Regions from separate parts of the Sus scrofa genome. Here region 2 is linked to region 1. The links are chromatin contacts, called in public Hi-C maps. All regions are on one chromosome and are shown on one strand. The core of a region is the stretch at or near the end of the contact, and the rest is flanking DNA. Distances in the headings are between cores, read along the strand shown. Region 1 holds the start of FOXK1 (forkhead box protein K1). Region 2 overlaps FOXK1 (forkhead box protein K1).

Region 1 (3,295 bases), core at 252-2,751:
CGCCCCTAATCATCCTAGGCTTCAGAGTGTCCTTCCTTAGGGGAGAGATCCCTGACCTTGGGGTTTTTTTGTTTGTTTGTTTGTTTTGTTTTTTGGCTGCCCTGTGGCATATGGAGCTCTCGGGCCAGGGATCAGATCCAAGCCACAGCCTTGAACTAAGCTGCAGCTGCAGCAATGCCGGATCCTTAGCCCACTGTGCCAGGCTGGGAATCGAACCCAAGTCCCAGGGATCCCAAGATGCCACCGATCCCACTGTGCCACAGCGGGGAGCTGCATTTTTGTGTGTGTCAGTTTCTAATTATTTATTTATGACTGCACCTGGCCAGGGGTCAAATCCAGCAACCACAGCAGTGACAGTGCCAAGTCCTTAACCCTCTGAGCCACCAGGGAACTCCACCCTGACCCTGTTTTTATTGTCCTCCTCCACTATCAATTAGCTTCTCTCCGTTACAGCTTGTAAAAATGTACCTGCCCCCCCCCCACTCCCACCCCAAGCCCTGATTCTGTTTTTATCTATTTATTCAATCATGTACTGGTGGGGTTAATGGATGTTGCAGCCCCAGGCTGTGAGTGTACAGTAAGCGGCCAAGCTTCCCACCCTAGGCGGGCCACATCTCCATACTCTCTCGAATGTCACTGTGTGACTGCCTTATTGGACTTGAGACTGCTGTAATTTTGTCTTTGTTAGGATGCCATTTGTTTCCTGTCTGCATCTCCTGCCTTGGGGTTTTTTTGTTTGTTTGTCTGCCAGACCGTAAGCTCCACCAGAGAGGGTCTGCTTCCCCCCAACCTCAGTAATTATCAAATGATGGCAATGTGTTAAGACGGCTTCCATTCTTAGGGGGCCCTGGAGGAGTTACGAAAGCATGAAGCACTGCGGGATCTGAACGATGCCTCGATTGGCCAGTTCCGTGGTCTCTGCAGGCATCTCTAAGGGGCTTAGAGGGCAGGCGACCACTGCGCCGGGGCCTAGCACGGGGCCCGGGACGACTCCGACGAGGAACCCAGGCCCTCAGGGAGGGCGAGCATCTTTAGGCCAAAACCTCGGCCACAGCACGAAGCCCCTTCGCTTCCGTGTGATCGCACTTCAGGGCTGTCGGATGGAGCGCCTCGGGCCCAGGAGACTGCTGAGGTCCGTGTCCCGCCCTCCAGGGCGCGACCGAGGATGCACACGTCCCAGCGAGGCATCCTGGGGGTCCCTCCATTCCGTCCCGCGAGGGCGGAGGACGGGGCAGCCCCCGGCCGGAGGCGGCGAGCGAGGCACCGGCCTGGGGCCAGCGAGGCGGGGCGGGGCGCGGACACCGGCCCCGCCCCGCCCCGAGCGCGCCCCGCCCCGCGCGCGCCGCGAGCGCGCCGCGAGCTTCCGCGAGCCCCGGCCGGGCGGGCGGGGCGCGCGGCCCGCAGGCTCCGCTCCGGCCGGCCGCGCTCCGGCCCGGGATCCCGCGCCCGCCCGCCCGCGCCCCCGGAGCCCCGCCCCCCGCGCCGCGCCGCCGCCGCCGGAGGCCGCTCGGAGCTGCGCGAACATGGCCGAAGTCGGCGAGGACAGCGGGGCCCGCGCCCTGCTGGCGCTGCGCTCGGCGCCCTGCAGCCCGATGCTGTGCGCCGCCGCCGCCGCCGCCGCCGCCTTCCCCGCCGCCGCGGCGCCCGCGCCCGGGCCCGCCGCCCCGTCGCCGCCGCCGCCGCCCGCCCAGCCCCCGCCGCCGCCGCCGCCGCTGCCGCCGCCGCCGCCGCCGCCGCCGGGCGCGATCGCCGGGGCCGCGGGGGGCGCGGCGGGCGAGGCCCTGGTGGCCGCGGCGGCCGCCTCGGTGCGCCGGAGCCCCGGGCCCGCGCTGGCGCGCCTGGAGGGCCGCGAGTTCGAGTTCCTCATGCGCCAGCCCAGCGTCACCATCGGCCGCAACTCGTCGCAGGGCTCGGTGGACCTGAGCATGGGCCTGTCCAGCTTCATCTCGCGGCGCCACCTGCAGCTCAGCTTCCAGGAGCCGCACTTCTACCTGCGCTGCCTCGGCAAGAACGGCGTCTTCGTGGACGGGGCCTTCCAGCGGCGCGGCGCGCCCGCCCTGCAGCTGCCCAAACAGTGAGTGCCCCTGCCCCCGCCGGGCGTCGGCCCGGGGTCACCCCCGCCCCCCTCCCCCGCCCGGCTGGGGTCCGAGATCAACCCCGCCCCCCGGGAACGGCCGCGGGGATCCGGAGGCCTGGGCCCGGAGGGTCGTCCCTGCCCCTCCCCCCTCCCCGCCCGCCGGCCTGCCCGGGACTCCGCGGCAGCTCCTGCCCCTGGCCGCCTTGGGCCGGCGACAACCCGCTTTCCTCGCCTGGTCTGGGCCCCAGGATCGACCTCGACCCCCGCCCTGCCTGGACCCCCGACGGTCGCCCACCAGAGCTTGGGTCCTCCCCCTCCCCTCCCGACCCGGACCCGGGGTGATTCTTGATCTCCGCCCTGGCTGGGCCCTGGGCGTTGAGGGGCGGCTCTGTCCCCACCCAGCTTGAGCTCTGAGGGTCCCTCTCTGTCCCCCTCCCCAGTCTGCACCCCGGGTCGCCCCAGCGCCCTCGCGAGGAGGGTTGCTTCAGGTGCCGTTGCTCCGGGAGATGCGGGGTCCCTGCAGCTCCCCCAAGAAGGCCAGTGACCGGTGACCCACAGAAGGCCAGAGCCCCGGCCGTAGGGGCCAGGTCTGAGCGGCGACTTGGGCGGGGAGGGGACAGGCAGGAGAGTGGGCTGGGTGGGGACAGGAAGTGCCCTTTTCTTAGCGCACCTGAGGACACAAGTACTCAGCACTGGGAGCGTTCGGATCGCAGTTGGGGTTCCTGAGCAGGGAAGCAGGGCAAGGAGAAGGGACCGGCCGCCCTTGGGGGGGGGGGCAGGCGGCGATGCCCCACCGTTCTTGAGCAGCCTCCTCGTGTTGCCCGGCTCTTCCGGTTCCTGGCACCCTCAGCCGGGGAGGCCCTTGCTTTTTTGAGATCTCTTGACGAGGAGAAAGCCTGTCTAATCACTCGCGTCGTCCTCAGGCACTTTCTTTTTCTGTGTAGTGGTTGCTTCCATCTCCTCACTCCTGTTTCTGTTTCACCAGCGGGCTCCGTGTGCCCAAGGGGTCCCAGAGTGCCTGATTACCCTTTGCTTTCATACACCCCCTGAGTCCAGGGAATTTTTGCTGTGGGGTGATTTCCAGGGCTCAGAGCCTGTGTCTGTAAGCTTCTCCCCTTTTTAGGGTCTTGGTGTGTTTGATTATAAATGTCGCACTGAATAATTTCCAACATCAGCAACGGCTCCCTGGTGCTTAGGGCATGAGAGGAGAGTGTTTAC
Region 2 (3,295 bases), core at 349-2,848, 46 kb after region 1:
GCTCCTCTCAGATTTCTCGCAATAGCTCTGCTCTCCAACCCAGAACTTCAGCCTGTCATCTCATTGCTCTTTCAGACACCTCACCGGAATGTCATCTGAAACCTGAGTGCCCCACTCACGCCTGCAGTTAAGCTGTGCTATGAAAATGCCCTCACACTTAACTCGTGTGTGTATGTAATTTATGCCGAGACACAAATTATGTGGAGGTAAACAAAGCAGCCACTTTGCAAAAGTCTGGTGGTTCCTCAGAACATTCAAGGCTTATCTTAGCACCCGGCCACTCCCTGGGTCCGTGGAAACTCGTCCCTGAGCGATCCTGGCAGTGCGAGAGCATTCCCGGCCCTGGGGACAAGTCCCATGTCCATCCGCTGCTGAGTGGAGAGGCGGTGTTAGGGCCACCCAGGGGAGCGTTATTCCTGCACAGAGCGGCTGGGGTGCCGACGCATGGTCCAGCCCAGGTGAGCCCTGGGGGGTGACCCCGCGCAGAGCAAAAGAAACCCCTCCCCAGAGAGCACAGGTTGCACGATCCTGTCGGTGTGAAATGTCCAGAAGAGGCAAATGTGTAGAGGAGGAAAGGAGGCGAGGGGTTGCCAGGGGCTGGGGGTCAAGGGGGTGACTCCTGGCTGGGGTGGGCTTTCTTTCTGGGGCGAGGGCAAGTGTCTGGAGCGAGGCGGTGGCAGCCAGGTCCGCCGGCGCGGGAGAGCCCTGCCTTGAACACTCTCCGCGGGGGCCCCGTGCAACCTGTGGGTCACATCTCGGCGAGGCTGATGAAAGCTGTTAGGCACTGACCCTTTGTCCCGCAGCACCGGGAAGGAACGCGGGCCAGGCATGCCTCAGGGCCGCTGGGAGCCCAGAGCTCACGACAGGCGTGTCCTGTGCTGGGCGGGGTGGGCCTCGGAGGCCCTTGCCTGTCCCTCTGGGGAAACCAGAGCAGGCGGTCAGCCTTAGGCAGGCGTGGGATTGTTCATCCGCCCTTTATAATCCAGTCCCACGGACGCTTTTTAAGGAAAAAGAATGTTTTGCTTTGTACCTGGGGGTTGCCATAAAGTAAGTGTGTTTCCCAGGGGCATCTTAAATAAAGACCCTGGCCAGCGGGCTCAGCTATTCCGGCGGAGCTCCCGGCGCTGCACTTGCTCGGGTCGGAGGGAGGCGGCGGTTGTAAAGGAGCCCAGTGAGCTGGGGTTGGCGGCGCTGTTCGAGAAGCCGCAGCGGGGCCCAGGCAGGCGCCGGGTTTATATTTAACTTGCTCTTGGGGCTGGAGTGGGGGCTGGGGGTGCGTCCCCACCCTGGCCTTCCCCGGAGGCTGCCCGGGGAGGCGCTCTCCTCTGGCTTTCGTCTGCTGGAACTTGTTTTGGGGGAAAGTAGTCACTTGGAGACTGGCTCTTTCACTTTTTGGCCTTGAATTAAGTGTCACAGAAAAGGATTTCTGTTTACATCCGTTTGTCTTAGCGCAGCGGAATTCGATTGAGCGACTCCAAACCTCAGAGGCCCTGAGGTTGAGCTGGCCAAGATCCTTTTCCTGTGCTGCTCTTGCGGGGTGGGGCCGGCGTGTTTACCAACAGCCTTCCTCTGGGCGGCCCGCCCCGCGCGCCCCGTGCTCCCAGTGCTTCCGGCGCGGGGGCTGCAGGAGCGGGTCCCCAAGGAAGCGGCCGCGGGGCGGAGGCCCTGGCCGGCCAGCTGCGCTGTCGCAGGGGCAGGGCTGCAGCTCCCTGCCGCCCCTAACGTGGCGCCTCTGCAGCCCTCGGAGCGGGTTTTCCCCGGCACCTCGCGCTGCGCCCCTTTTCCCCGAGGTTCGGGGCGCGGCCGTGGGAACCCGCGCCGCCGCCCCTCCCCCGCCCGCCGCGCTGCCTCGCGGCTTCTCCGGCTTCTCCGCGTTGCCGGGCAGCCCGTGGGCGTGGGCGGGTTTTTTTCCTGCGCTGAAGGCCTCCGCCCAGAACATGAATGAACGCTCTTTGAGAAGTTCTGCTACCTTAAGCAGCATTTTGCTGACCTCCCCCCCCCCCCGCCCCATTTTGCAAAGAAGTGGTTGGTGTCTTTAGGAGAGTAAAAATTGGTTAACCGTGTTCTGAGTTTTGCAAAACTAGAGCCCAGTCCGTAGAGACACAGTTTTAAGAAAACTGGAGAAATTCAGCCAGAGAAAAGGGGCAGCACAGAAAGCGAAAGGTTTTAGAAGCGCTTTCCTGAGGAAGGCATTTCTTGATTTTTTTTTCGGAATAGAAGTCAGAACCAGAAGGATTTCACGTTGTGACAGTTGGCAAAGGTTAGCGGGAGGAACGTTGTATAAAATAAAAATTAAGCACAGGACTCCGGAACCCAAATCCCTTTTCATCACCCTCTTGGGCGGGTCTGCTTCGCCACCTCCGGGAGTTCAGTCCGAGCTCACTTCCCATTGTCTCGCTGTGTTCGGTGCTTTTTGAGTTTGGAGGTCCACGTACTTTTGTGTTTCTGGCAAACCGCGGGTCCTTCCTTGAGAGGGATGTGTCTGCTGCCGCGTTTCTGGGCTCTGTGGTGCCCTGGAGAGGAGCAGGCCTCTCGGGCTGCCGTCCTGCAGAGTGGGATCCCTGCCTGCAGGTCTAGGAGCCCCCCCATTCCATACCCGCACCTGTGGACCTTGCACACACACACACACACCCCCTCTGCACACCCACGTGATCCCTCCCCACCCCACCCCCCAAAAAAACTGGAAAGAAATCAAAGTTGCTTCATGTGACACATAAAGGCAGGGCCCTCCCTGTTCTTGCATTTTTTCCTTCTGCCTAAACCTGTGCCGGGGTGGTTTGCGGCTTTAAAATGTTCTCTTGTAGTGCAGCGGGTTAAGGATCCGGCGTTGTCACTGCAGTGACTTGGGTCACTGCTGTGGCTCTTCAGGTTGGATCCCTGGCCCCAGAACTGCCACCCACACGGCCGAAAAAACATGTTGAGAGGAAGTTGAATGGACTTGTCCTTTAGTTCTTGTCTCCACTGGATGGGTTCCCGGCTCTCAGACACATCTGTGGGGGAGGGGGGAGCGGCTCTGAAGGTCGCTGTGCCATGTTCTTGGCTGACCCTTCCGGACCACACCCAGCCCGTGACCTGCCGCCCGGAGCGCTTCCTTCCGGGCTTTGGCTCTGGGGTTGAGGGAGCAGGAGGGGCCTGGCAGAGGAGCTGAGGGAGGCCTGGGGCGGGCAGCCCAGATGTGCCCACTCGGAGGGAGAAGAGCTTGGTACATCTTGGTTCAGGCGGTTTGCTGATGGCACTCACTGGTCAGTGCTTTCCAGAGACTAGCTAACCTGTCCGGGCAGCAGCCCGGATTTCC

Evidence for each region. Hi-C and Micro-C count contacts between places; a contact is called where the count stands out from the background.
Region 2: a Hi-C map of skeletal muscle shows a contact between it and region 1, with 2.5 times the contacts expected there. The contact joins the enhancer-like site here to the promoter of FOXK1 in region 1. A contact is called at or near these places in 1 of 5 promoter capture datasets (liver), 19 of 47 Hi-C or Micro-C datasets (alveolar macrophages, blood, brain and 9 more) and 2 of 2 datasets of contacts at active chromatin or transcription factors (alveolar macrophages and skeletal muscle).

Annotation. Positions count from the first base shown.
Region 1 is chr3:3,554,638-3,557,932 of Sscrofa11.1, forward strand. It overlaps FOXK1 (forkhead box protein K1), which reads left to right and starts at 1,502. Exons shown (of 9, transcript XM_021086021.1): 1 at 1,502-2,074. The coding sequence starts at 1,524.
Region 2 is chr3:3,600,988-3,604,282 of Sscrofa11.1, forward strand. All of the region lies in intron 2 of FOXK1 (forkhead box protein K1), which reads left to right. Among named protein-coding and RNA genes, the nearest start is that of AP5Z1, 20 kb to the right of the region's middle. Within about 2 kb of position 1,599, at least 56 of the 83 cell types and tissues checked have an H3K27ac peak or open chromatin away from gene starts, as enhancers often do. A contact at or near this core is called in alveolar macrophages, liver, mesenteric adipose tissue and 4 more, where this site is marked.